Regions from separate parts of the Manis javanica genome. Here region 2 is linked to region 1. The links are chromatin contacts, called in public Hi-C maps. All regions are on one chromosome and are shown on one strand. Each heading gives the region's core, a stretch centred on a gene start, on an enhancer-like site or on the middle of the called end of the contact. The rest is flanking DNA. Distances are from core to core; before and after follow the strand shown.

Region 1 (5,898 bases), core at 1,235-3,734:
TGTCCTGAACACTGGCTTCGGGCTGCTCTGTGGTACCCCCCACCTCCTGATGACAGGTGCCCCCACTCCTGGTGCTCAGGGCCAAGGCAGCTGCTGCTCCCTAATGAACCCATCATTATCCACTCCCTGCCCCAGCCCAAGTCTCTTCTTTCCTTTCCTTCCGATGTTTTCTATTTGAACCCTTTCCCAGGTTTTGTTTGTTTGAAGTCAGTTAACCCACCTTCATCTTCCACAGGCTTTATACTTTTTACAATAGCAGCTGATCTTATTTTTTTCTCGCCAGGATGAGTTTCAGGATTGCACTGCTCTGAAAGAGACACAGATCTCAGGTGCACATCACCTCCATCTGAGTGACAAGGCGGCACCTCCCCACCAAGGCAGCATCTAGGTGGGAAGTGTATGTGCAGGGTAAGGGCTATGAGTGGGGTGGAGATGGATAGAGAGAATGTGAAAGATCAGATCAAGGGGCAGTATAAGAAAAAGAACAAGCCATCGTGGGCCTGGTGGAAGGGCTGAGGGAACAGACCTCATGCATCTGTAGGGTCTGTCCCCTTCCTCACTGCCCTAATTGTGGCTTTCACCACAATCAAGTGGCACACTATTTTCAATTAGCATCAAACTATTTTCTCAGCAGTTTCAGATAACAAATTTGCATGCACCATGTGCTACTGGGAATACACATGTGAAAGTCCTCAGGCCCCTCTCAGAGGGGTTCAGTCTTATGGCTGACAGCTAGAAACACGGATAAAATGAGTCTGATCTAATTCATGTGAGAAAGCCAAGAAGCCAACCAAGAGGAGTCTGGCAGGGAGAGGTGTTGCCAGGTGGAGAGTGCATTCCTGGCAGAGGGGTCTATAGCAGGACCCGACCCTTGAAAGAATAGGGGCAAACGCAAGGAGACGGTGATGAGCAACTGCCAGCTGATTAGCAAGGCAGGCCTGGCAGGTGGCTGGGGCACAAGCAGAAGCAGCAAAAGACCACAACACAAGGGAGGTTCACCTTTCTTCCCAAGACAGAGTCTCTCAGCAAGGGTGCTGCTGTATTAGGGCAGAAAGGTATTTAATGCTGTAGGATAGTCTGACTCCCGCAGTATGTCTGAGTCAATACCAGTTAACCTCAGTACGGCCAACCCCTCCTCAACGACAGTGACAACAAACACAATGTGACCCTCTGTCTCCCTAGAAACCTCAGTACGGCCAACCCCTCCTCAACGACAGTGACAACAAACCCAATGTGACCTTGTCTCCCTAGAAACCTCAGTACAGCCAACCCCTCCTCAACGACAGTGACAACAAACACAATGTGAATGAACCTCTGTCTCCCTAGAAAGAGCAATACCCAGCTTAACAACCACTGACCTCCTTTGCTAGAGAGAGGGGTTTTCAACGTGGATGTGAATTACTCTAATTTACATTTCAGAAAAATCACCCTGGCAGTAGCAGGACCAGATAGTTAAGAGCTCCTGCCTGACCTAGGGGTTCGTGGAGGGACCCCACAGGGCTGCAGGGCTAGAGGGAAGTGGTCCAGGCACGGCTCCCCAACCCCATTTCCAACAAAGCGATTCTATCTATCTTGAGCTGAAAATGCTCCAGATACTAAGGTTTAAAAAAAAAACAACAGGGCCAAAGACCGGAGGGGATGAAGTAGAAGCAGCAATGGGGAAGTTTAATGTCACAGTAGGAAGCATGAGGTAGTGGAAAGGGTCCCCGGGTACTGAGACGAAGTGCGGGATTGGAGAAAGAATTAAAATGTAGAGCTGACAACATTAACAGCCAACAGCATCGCTCCTTGCAGTACATCTCTCTCTAATACCTCACTGTTCTAACAAGACATTATTTTTTAAAAAAAGAAAACATTAACTTTAGCCATCCAGCTTCTTCCAATAATGAGGGGCTGCGTCAGAACACTAAGATGAAGAAAGAGCCAGGGTCGACTTTTGCGGTCATGATAGTCGCCTATTTTTAAGGGGGAAAAAAAAAAGGACGGTACATAGAAGGAAAGTCAGAGCAGAAGTTTCTCAATGTTCAAAATCCGGAGATGCACTCACAGGCAGAGGCCCTCCCACAGGATCGGGCGGGCGAGGCCCGGAGGGAGCGCGGCACCGAGACGCCGGCAGGGAGCGAGGGCTGCCCCGCACAGGGCGGGACGCAGGGCTGGGGCAGGGATGCCGGGGCCTTACCTTTATGCTTCCGGAAGCAAGTCACCGAACAGCTGTAACAGAGTGCACGGCCCGCGTCAGCCCCGACGGCCACGTGGACCCTCCCGCAGCCCCGTAGCCCCAGCCAAGCCCAACACTCGGCCCCCATCCTCGCCCTCCCGAGCTCACTAAGGTACGCGGCAGGCGGGGCAGCGGTATTTGGGTTTCTCCAAGCATATCACGCAGACGACGGTGCTACAACTGAGCGACGCCATGGCTTCTCCGGGAACAGGCCCCCACCCGGACACGCCTGGGCGGCCTCGGCTCCCACGTGCACTTTTCTCCGTTTCCTCACCAGGACCAATCGGTGAGCAGCACTTGCTGGCAGTCAAAGCAATGGATCGGGCCTGCTCATGGTTCCAGGCTCGATAAGTAAAAAGTCGATACACTCGATGCGCATCCAGTACGTTTTCCGGGATAGGTCACGTCGTGGAAGAATTTATGTAGCCCTGTCCCTGCCTCTGCGTGGCCGGGTGACTTGAAGCAAATCATCGTCACTGTCCGGTTCTGTTCCACCGCATGTAAAAAGAATTCGTGGGACAAATGCCCTTTACTTTCTGGCTTGGATTTTCTGAATCTCATACCAGCATGGGGTTCTCCTCGCACAAAACAAAAAAGTCCAGACACTGGCCGAAGTAGAATCCATTAGGTCACGTATTCTTCCCAGCCTGGGCCATATTTCTCAACAGGAAAGAAAGATGGAAAGTTTGGCCATGACAAATGTGGACAAATGTTTCTTGAGCTCCGTGAGCTCTGCCCTGCTAGACGCTGGGATGGGAGGCTACCTGGGGAGTAGCAGGCACAGTCCGCCTTCTGGGAGCTCAAGGCTTATAGTGCAGGCAAGATGGAAAGGTGGAAGGGAAGAAACTCAGTCTCAGGGTCTTGCTGGTGCTAGCCTGCACTTTTTACATCCTAGGCTTCCCACTTTTCCTTAGTCCCAGCCAGGGAACAGATGAGTGACCAATGGCCCAAAGGTGGGTATCCTGGCCTAACAAGTCCAGACAGGTGAACTATGATGGGCCTTGAATGCCACCTCAGGCTTTATTTAGGAATAGACAAAGCCATTTTTTATTGGGAGCCCTCCTCTTCCTCCAAGCCCTGAGGACAGCCAACCTAACCAGGGCTCCAACCCCACATGCACAGCTGCACCCCTCCTGCTTCAATGTCCAGGAAGGGAGGTGGCTCAGCTGTGATGGCAATGAGGTTGGTAAACCACCAAGAAACCAAGGAAACCAGTACAACTCCTTTGGGCAGTGACTAGCTAAGAGAAGAAAGGCAGATATGACTCCAGGACCAACAACTAAATGTTCACATTGACGAAGTCACCCTTGGCCGCACCTTGGCCGTCCCTGGACCGCTACCATTCTGGTCCCAGCAGCTGTCTAAGGCTGCCCTGTGCCTATTCGGCATCAGCCTGAGGCGTAGTGCTGGACTTGGAGGGAGTCTAGGTAACACGCCAGGCAGAAAGGTTTCGGAGCTTCGCCGTCTAGCAGGCAATGTCCTGCTCATTCAATCCCAGGCCTGGCGCCTAGCACCGCCAGAGGGCGCTCCAGGCCGAGACTGGCTCTGGTGTACCTGGAGCTCCAGCGGGACCTGAGCGAGCTCTCCCCGACACGGGGCGGAAGACGAGGCTGTCTCGCAGCGCAGGGGAATGACTCCCGGAGTTGGCCAGCACCTCCAAAACCGCCAAGCAACGGGAATGAGCGTGGAGAGTGCGGCGCCAAGGCAGACGATTGGCTGGGCAGGCGTCTCCTCCACGAAAGCGAGGTCTACGCCGGCCGAGGGCTCCAAATGAGATTTGGCGCAGCTCCCTGGTGCCCATCGCCCCAGGCTTCCCAGCCTTCCTGGGATGAAGGGGAGTGAGAGGGAGCGGAGGAGATCCAGCTGGAAGCTGGCCACCCACATTAGCGTGATGAAACTCCACAGGAGCTTTTGGCTTTCTAACCAGGGGGCTAGCCACTGCCCTGCCCCTCCCCAAAACCACGATGGGGCGCACAGATGAAGCTACTCCCCCCACATGGATTACATGTTGCCCTTCTGTGAGACAGGAGGTTGATACGGTTGGGCTCTCTGTGCTGCCCTGCTAAACTTCAACTCTAACACCCCTCTCTGTCCCCAGGCATGGGGGACCCAGGACCAGCACTAAGAGAAGAAAGCGACTGCTATGCAATCCTTAGGGGACCTACTGCCATGTTCTCTTCTGTTCCCCTCCATTTGCCCTCTGGCATCCAAGAGAGTAGCTAGGATGTTAAAGTGAGTGAAGTTGCTGGTAGGAGCCAAATAAAGGAGGCCTGGCGTCTGGTGGCGTGGACCTAAGTCAGTGGTTTCCAACTCTTTGTATGTTTTTTCATAGTCATGAAATGGCATTCATTCCCCCCAACCATAGAAAATGACAGTCTGACCTACAGTTAGACTTCAAGGAGAACTTCCAAACAACAAAAGAGAAAGTAACAGCATTATCCCAGAAGTGTTAGGCAAGCACAGACAGCAGATGTCACCATTGTTTCATAAACACACTCACCCTATTGTACACAACCCCACACTTCTTTCCTCACACCCTCTCCCACTCACAAATCCACATATATCTCCCATCCCCTAGGACAAACAAAGATCAGTGGAGTCAGGACTACCCAGTCAGATTCTTCAAGAAGCTCTAAGGAAGGGTCCCATGTAGAGAGAGAGGAGCTGGGGCTCTGCACAAACCTCTTACCTCCATTCCACCTCCCACATGGCAGAGATGCACAGGAATTCTGTTCAGTGAGGAGCAGGAAAGAGGAATCAAGGCACCGAGTTTCCTTCCCTATCTTTTAAAACTAAAGACAAAATGAAGACTTTTCAGACAAACAAAAGTCATGAGAGATCTTCATAGCAGATCCGCACAAGGAAGTTATTCAGGCAAAAGGAAAATGATACCAGATGGAAACTAAAATCACAATGATACCACCACACACCCAGTAGAATGACTAAATTAAAAAGACCAGCAACTCCAAGGGTCCCCCTCAAATTCATGTTGAAATACTAACTGCCAATGTGGTGGTGTTATATGATGGGGCTTAGGGGAATAGTTAAGGTCATGAATGTAGGGCCCTCATGAATGGGACTATGCCCTGATAAAAGGGACCCCAGAGAGGTCTCTAGCCCTCTTTGCACCATGTGGAGACACAGTGGGAAGACAGCCATCTGTGAAGCAGGAAGCAGTTCTACCAGACCCCAAATCTGCAGACACCTTGAGAAATGTTTGTCATTTAAGCCACCCAGTCTATGGCATCTTTGTTATAGCAGCACAAAGGGACTAAGGCAGAAATTGGTTCCAAGAAGTGGGGTGCTTCTGTAACAAATCCCTACAAATGTGGAAGCAGCTTTAGAACTGGGCTATGGGAAGAGGCCAGAAGACTTTGAGATACATGTTAGAAAAAGCCTACATTGCTGTGAATTTAAAGGCAATTTGGCAAGCACAGACAGCAGATGTCACCATTGTTTCATAGAATTGCAGGATGGTAAAGGTCATTCTGATGAGGTCTCAGATGGAAATGAGGACTGTGTTATTGGAAGCTGGAGAAAGGCAATCCTTGTTATATAGTGGCAAGAACTTGGCTGAATTGTCTTCGTGTTTCAGTGTTTTTGTGAAAGGCGGATTTTGCAAGTGCTGAAGCTGGGTGTTTCGCTGAAGAGATTGCTAAGCAAAGTGTTGCTGGTTGGCT
Region 2 (6,251 bases), core at 2,713-5,212, 310 kb after region 1:
TTATTTTATTTTTTTATTGACTAAGTTGTACAACATAATGATTTGATATATGTCTATTTTGAGAAATGATTACCACAATAAGTTTAGTTAATGTCCATTACCTCACATAGTGAATTATCTTGATTTAATCCTCAAAGAAACTCTGTGAGGTAGGTTTTGTTACTTCCTTGTTATCACTGAGGAAATTATGGCTTAGAGACAATGGTGTGCTCATAAATGCTGAACAAACAGTTTGGTGGGGAGAAGATCCTGATTTGTAGTGGGTTTGATTTCTGTTATGTAAATACTCCCACTGCAGCCAATATCCAGCTACCAGCAGGACGTTGCTGAATGTGGAGCTGGGAAGAAATGCCCAGTGGCACAGCATCACGTAGTGTTTCCACCATAAAGAGACAATAGGCATGAATAACCTCAAGAGCAAAGATAATTGTAAAAGGTAGAAAAATAATCAGGAAGTGTTGAGTTTTGAGTATTATTATTTTTTCCAATTTAACTTTTTAATTATGTTGATATTTTATTTTTACTTAACTTTTTATTGTAGTAAAATATGCGTAACATAAAATTTACCACTTTAACCATTTTTACGTGTACAATTCAGTGGCATCACCACTATCTACTTCCAGAACTTTTTCATCATCCCAAACAGAAATTCTATAACTATTCTTCCTTCCTCCCAGACACTAGTAACTTCTATCTTTGGTCTCTGTAAATTTTCCTATGCTAGATATTTAATATGAGTGGAGTAATGCAATACTTGTTCTTTTGTACCTGACTTATTTCATTATGGCTGAATAAAATTCTATTGGATGTATACACCACATTTTGTTTATCCATTCCTACATTGATGGACATTTGGGCTGTTTTCACCTTTTGGCTATTGGGAATAATGCTGCTATGAACATTAGTACACAAGTAGCTGTTTGAGTCCCTGCTTGCAGTATCATTTAATAATGTCTGTGTTCAACAAATAGCTGGCAAAAGTCCTGAAAATGTAATAATAATCAGTTCTAGTGAGCCTGTTGTTAGAGCTGGCTCTACTACAACACTGGAAAGTCTAAAATTTACCCAACTGGACTCAAACAAGGGCCAGTGTGGAATTCAACTTACCATACCAGCATCTTCCAAGTTTGCCTGATGATAAGAATTGCCTGGGACATCTATCAAAATGCTGATTCCATGCCCTCATGGGAGATTCTGATTCTGCATGTCTGAGGTGAGATGATTTTTCTGTCTGCAAAACCTGGTATTAGTCGCCAGCACCACCAAATCTAGGCATGAAGGCAAGGACAAATAGGGTGCCCTGGAAGAAAGGAGGCAAGAGTAAGACCTTTGAGGGGAATATGTTACAAATTTGGAGGTGACATTTTTTTCTCTCCAAAATCCTTCCTAGCTTCAATATTCATTGCCAGTACAATCCTCTCCTGCTCATCAGCCTGAATCCCATCTGAGGAAAGAACACCTTTCAGAGACAGATGAGTGGAAATCATTAGGCCCAGCAATTTGACAGGAACACAGAAGCTTGCATATATTTAACTGTTTTGAAACATGCTCTGAAGTTCTGAGGATGCCATTCTGCAGTGTTATTTTGATAGCCTGACAAGTTATTTTTAGAGTACATGAGGCCCAAATTAAAACATTGCTAAAAAAAAAAAGTGAAATTAAACCAAGCCTCCATTAAATAGAAAACTACAGTAAATATCAGATAGGAGTGAAGAAAAAATACCAAACATTTTTGAGAACTATTTTAAGAGGAGAAGAGCTGAAGAGATGCTCCGGCACGTAGAAATGGGCCTGGGTCCTGCCAGATAGGGAAGAGAAAGGCCTCCCACCTGCAGGCCCTGTCCTGACAGCTCTTATCCTTTATTAGGAGAATGCGTCCTTTCCGCTGGGTGAGGGCTGGATGTAGGCTGTTGGCAAGGGATGCAGTCCTTCAGAAGTACTGGGCATTGTCAAGGATCTCATTGGTCTTCTGCTTAGTCCCTGGTTTCTTGGGTTGGGTCTGGGATATGGTTAGTTAGTCCTAATACTCCCAGGCCTTCTTCCTCCACTTGTTTCTCTCCAGACTCGTTAGTCTTCCTGGCATTTCTCACACTATTTCCATTTGAGGCTTCCATGAAATCAGATATAAAAACCCATCTGAGAAGCCACTGTTGGGAAGGTTCACACCCTTATCAGTTCCTAACTTCTTTGAGGCCACAGATGTTTCAATTATCTGATGAAGACTATGGTCCTCAAATGCAATTTGCTAGTTAAGAATTTTAAAGGGGTTGTTGATTCCCTCAAGCCCGTCCCGTGTTAAGAGATTCTGCCTTTCACAGTAATTCAAGCTCTAGTGGCCTTGGAGTGGCTTTATCCACTGAAGTCAGGGCACACAACAAGAATTTTGTGAGCTCTACCATGTGCACTGGGGATAAGACTGAGACATGATGAGAAGGAAACTGGCTGGTCCCATCAAGGAACATGCCAGCCTGCATAAAGTGGAGGGTGGTCAAATTAACACCCCCACCATCTCCACCCCCACCCCACCTGCCTGAAGTACATGGTACATAGGGTTTTCAAATTTAACATTGGAGGAATAACTGTTGAATGAGTTGACTTGCCCTGTAGAGTCATTTTACACTGACTAATTGAATTCTGAAGGATGTTTCCTAAAGGCAATGGATTTTTGTTTTGTCTTAGTTAATGGTTGAATATGGAGCCATTAATTCCTGGCTGCTGACAGGTTCAACTGTCTCTTCAGGTTACTCCCTAAGGTTGGTAAGAAACTGTTATGGGAATAGGGCAGGCAACCAGAGTCTAGGACTTGCTGAAGGCTCTGGGAAGGAAAAGAAGGGGTGAAGCGGGGTGAAGGAATGGGCAGGGACGGATAAACCTTGAGGTTCTGACGCTTTTTTCCCCCTTCTGAATTGTAGGTATTATTTGGGGCAGGAGAGTATATTTGAATTGAATATATATATTCAATTCCTTGTTTTTTTTTACTGTTTTTTTCCAGTCTTGGTCCATATTCTTGTTCACTTATGTAATGAGTTACAATGTAATACTTTTATGCTGTTTTTAAACTTAGCGTTGTATGTTTTTAATTCCTTACAAGTAACTTTTAAAAACATAGCTGCCCTTTCTGACTGTAAATGTAAAACATATTTTTTTAAAACGGCAGACAATATGCAAAGAAAGTGAAAAGTCGCCCTTGAAATTTTGAAAGGTATCCTTAAAGACTTTTTTCTGTGTAAATATAAATACATACTTAGAAAAATAGATAATACCATACAGTTTTCCATATAGAGTAGTAATTTTAAGTTTAAAATTTTAATTAGTATTATATAGAGTAGTATTCTAATAATTCCTATTTTAGTAGTAGAGTGTTTTTAAACATTAATTTTAACTTTAGTATTTCACAGCATAGTACTTTTAAGTATGGGTGTACCACAGTTTAATTACCTTATCCTATTGATGACGCTTCAGTTTTTTCCAAATTGTCACCATTGTAACAGTCCTGCTACATCCATCTTCTTTCCTTAGCACAAATTCCCAGAGGTATAATTTGTGTGTCAAAGGGAATGCATAGTTAACATTTTGCATTACCTTGTTTACCAATTCCCATTCCCAGCAGAAGAGTATAAGAGAGCTCCTTCTCCTCACTCTTGCCAATTTAATTATCCTTCTTAACGGTAGCAAAATAATCCTGAATTAATGCTCAGAGAACAGACCTTTCCGTTTGGAGGCAGAGCCACAACCGTCCTGCCGCGCCCCGACCCTGCGCCTGCGAAGGCCGGGTAGGAAGACGGCCAACCTGGGTGGGAAACACGGGACGCCGGGCCCACAGCACACGGAGGCGAGGACCGCGGCGCTCCGGGCGGCAGGCGCGAGCGCGGGGAGCGGACGCGGGCCGCCCGCCCAGCGCCGTCGCCGGCCGCGCGCGCTGAAGGACGCGAGGGGCAGCCAGGGCCGCGCTGGGGGCCTGGCGGCGGCTGGGACCCGCCCCCGCGCCTCAGCGGACGCGGAGGCCCCGCGCGCCTCAGCGGCGCCCCCGGTCTCCAGGACCGCAGTTCGGCCCAAACTTCCTCACCCCCCCTAGTGGCCGCCGGCCTGGGACACCGTGCGGGCCTCTGCATCTCGGCTCCTCTTCTAAGGAATGGGATCGCTACCGGTACCTACCTCAGGGAAGACTGTTGCGAGGGTTGACATAATACACGGTGGCTAGTATTTTTGTACCCTTCCACTCCCCAAAAATACCTCCAATACCGTCATCCAACACCCACCACAACTGGCTTATTAACTTCCTGGAGGCCACAGGGGGGTAGAAGAGCTCTATCTCGGGAGATTTACTGTATTCCATTTTCTCAATGCACCCTCTAGCCCTTAGTCCCAAATCCCGAGAGGAAAGTTACAAACCCCGGTCCGCCGTCTCGGGAAGCGCACGATGTAACGGGGGGGGGGGGGGGGGGGGGGGGGGGCGGGGGGAGGCCTGAATGGTACTCACGCGAGAAAATTACCTCACAAGCCGTACCAGGGTTCAAAATCAACAGCAACTGACAGTTCTCTTGGGAGAAGGGGTACAGCCCATCCCGACCGGCCGTGGGCTCTGACAAAGTCCCAGCTCTGCCTCACACATCTTCACGCCCCCCGTCCAGCTCACAGTTGGCAGGCAACGGCCCGGCGACCACCCTAGGAACGGGTGGGTCGGGAAGGGCTCTGTGTGACAGCTGCCACGGTTTCCCTCCGCGTTCTGGAGCCAACCCGGCCGGTCCCTGGGTCACCTGGGTCACAGAAGCAGCAGGTCAGCAGCCTGAGGGGACATGAGGAGTGCCACTCTGGAGCCCACCAGTGCACCTACTGAGATGGAGGCCTCAGATGGGCGAGAGGGTGAAGGGGACGAGCCTCTAGAGAAGGTGAGGGGGCTGGGGATGTGAGGGAGGGGAAAAAGGAGAGTCTCTGAGGGCCGGTTTTGGAAAGCAGAGAATAGGAAAGTCAAGGAAGAAGAGAAGGAAAACAATGATGAGGTACGTGAGTTAGCAAGAGACTAAAGGAACAAGAGAAGATGAATTCATTCAGATATTTATCAAGGACATGTATTCCTGGACGTGACTGTTGGTTGGTTATGAAGAGACAAGGGCCCGTGTGTGTGTGTGTGCGTGCATGGTTGTGTGGTGTGGTGGTGTGTTAAAGGAGGTGATCACCTAGAGTCCCCTCTCTCGGGGGCCTAGAGAAGCCTGTATCCCATACCCTCTCTATCTACCCCCATCTTTTTTCTTGGTCTCTGCCTTCAGGGTGGTCTGGGCTTGGATCTTTCTTGTTCCCCTGAACACAAGCAGGAATTAATGCCCATTTTTCTGAAAGTCTTTTAAAAGGTCAGGTGCAAACCCAGCCATGTCAATCTAACCCTGCACTCTGACTTCAAGTATTATTTCGGTCACTCCATCTTCATTAATTTTCAGCCTTTTTTGCTCCACTTTTCCCCAGAAATTTCCTTCTCGTGATTACCATCACCATCACATGTTTTTCTGAGTACCCAGTAGGTAGCATGACACGATGCTAAAGGTTAGGGATACAAAGAGGTGGGCCTGGGAAGTGGATACTCAATAAATGTTTGCTTGGTGGATGAGTTAATGAATCCCTGCTCATTCTCCCAAGGAGTTACTTAAATCTCTTGCTGCCTCAGTGTTCTCATCTATAAAAAGGGATAATGATATCTAACCTCACAGAATTTATGGTAGAATAAAACGAATGTTTACCAAGTGCATTGCAAAATTTGTTAGTATACTATGCTATAATTATTATCAAAGAAATTGGGGGGAACATTCTAGAATTTCTCAGCCGGGATTCTCAAAAATGGGTTTCTTTGCCCAGAGTTCACTCACCTCAGGGCTGGGTCAAGGAATACGTCATAGGGAAAATGGAGAAGGACTTTGACTGGCATTTGGACCAGTGGTTGCCCAGCACTGCTGCCCTTCAGGAGCAGCAGCCTAAGCCCCCCAGCCAACCGCTGCCCCTGCCTCCCCACAGGTGGCAGCTGTACCCTACTTAGAGGAGAGCTTCAGCACCATCCCTGCTAGAGTCTCCCTGGTGTGCCATGCCATGGGCCTCAGCCAGGATGCCTTCAAAATTGTGAGTAACAGGCCAGCTCAGGACCCAGGTCCCTGCTCCACACAGGTCAGGAGACCTGGGTCAGCAATTGGTGGACCTCAGCCCATAGCTCACCACCCCACTTGCCACACTCTCAGGAAGGAAGTGTGTAAGAGGTTGACTAGAAC

Evidence for each region. A called contact is a pair of places that touch in the nucleus more often than the background predicts.
Region 2: a contact with region 1 is called in a Hi-C map of blood, with 3 times the contacts expected there. The contact joins the promoter of CHCT1 here to the promoter of ZNHIT3 in region 1. A contact is called at or near these places in 2 of 2 Hi-C or Micro-C datasets (blood and fibroblasts).

The regions. Positions count from the first base shown.
Region 1 is chr4:145,035,338-145,041,235 of MJ_LKY, forward strand. ZNHIT3 (zinc finger HIT-type containing 3) reads right to left here and starts at 2,485. Exons shown (of 5, transcript XM_017639654.3): 1 at 2,327-2,485; 2 at 2,180-2,211; 3 at 221-307. The coding sequence starts at 2,412.
Region 2 is chr4:145,345,346-145,351,596 of MJ_LKY, forward strand. It overlaps CHCT1 (CHD1 helical C-terminal domain containing 1), which reads left to right and starts at 3,963. Exons shown (of 7, transcript XM_073235296.1): 1 at 3,963-4,193; 2 at 4,632-4,889; 3 at 6,004-6,105. The coding sequence starts at 4,797. LOC108390928 (a long non-coding RNA gene) reads right to left here and starts at 3,940. Exons shown (of 3, transcript XR_001851635.3): 1 at 3,708-3,940; 2 at 1,108-1,300.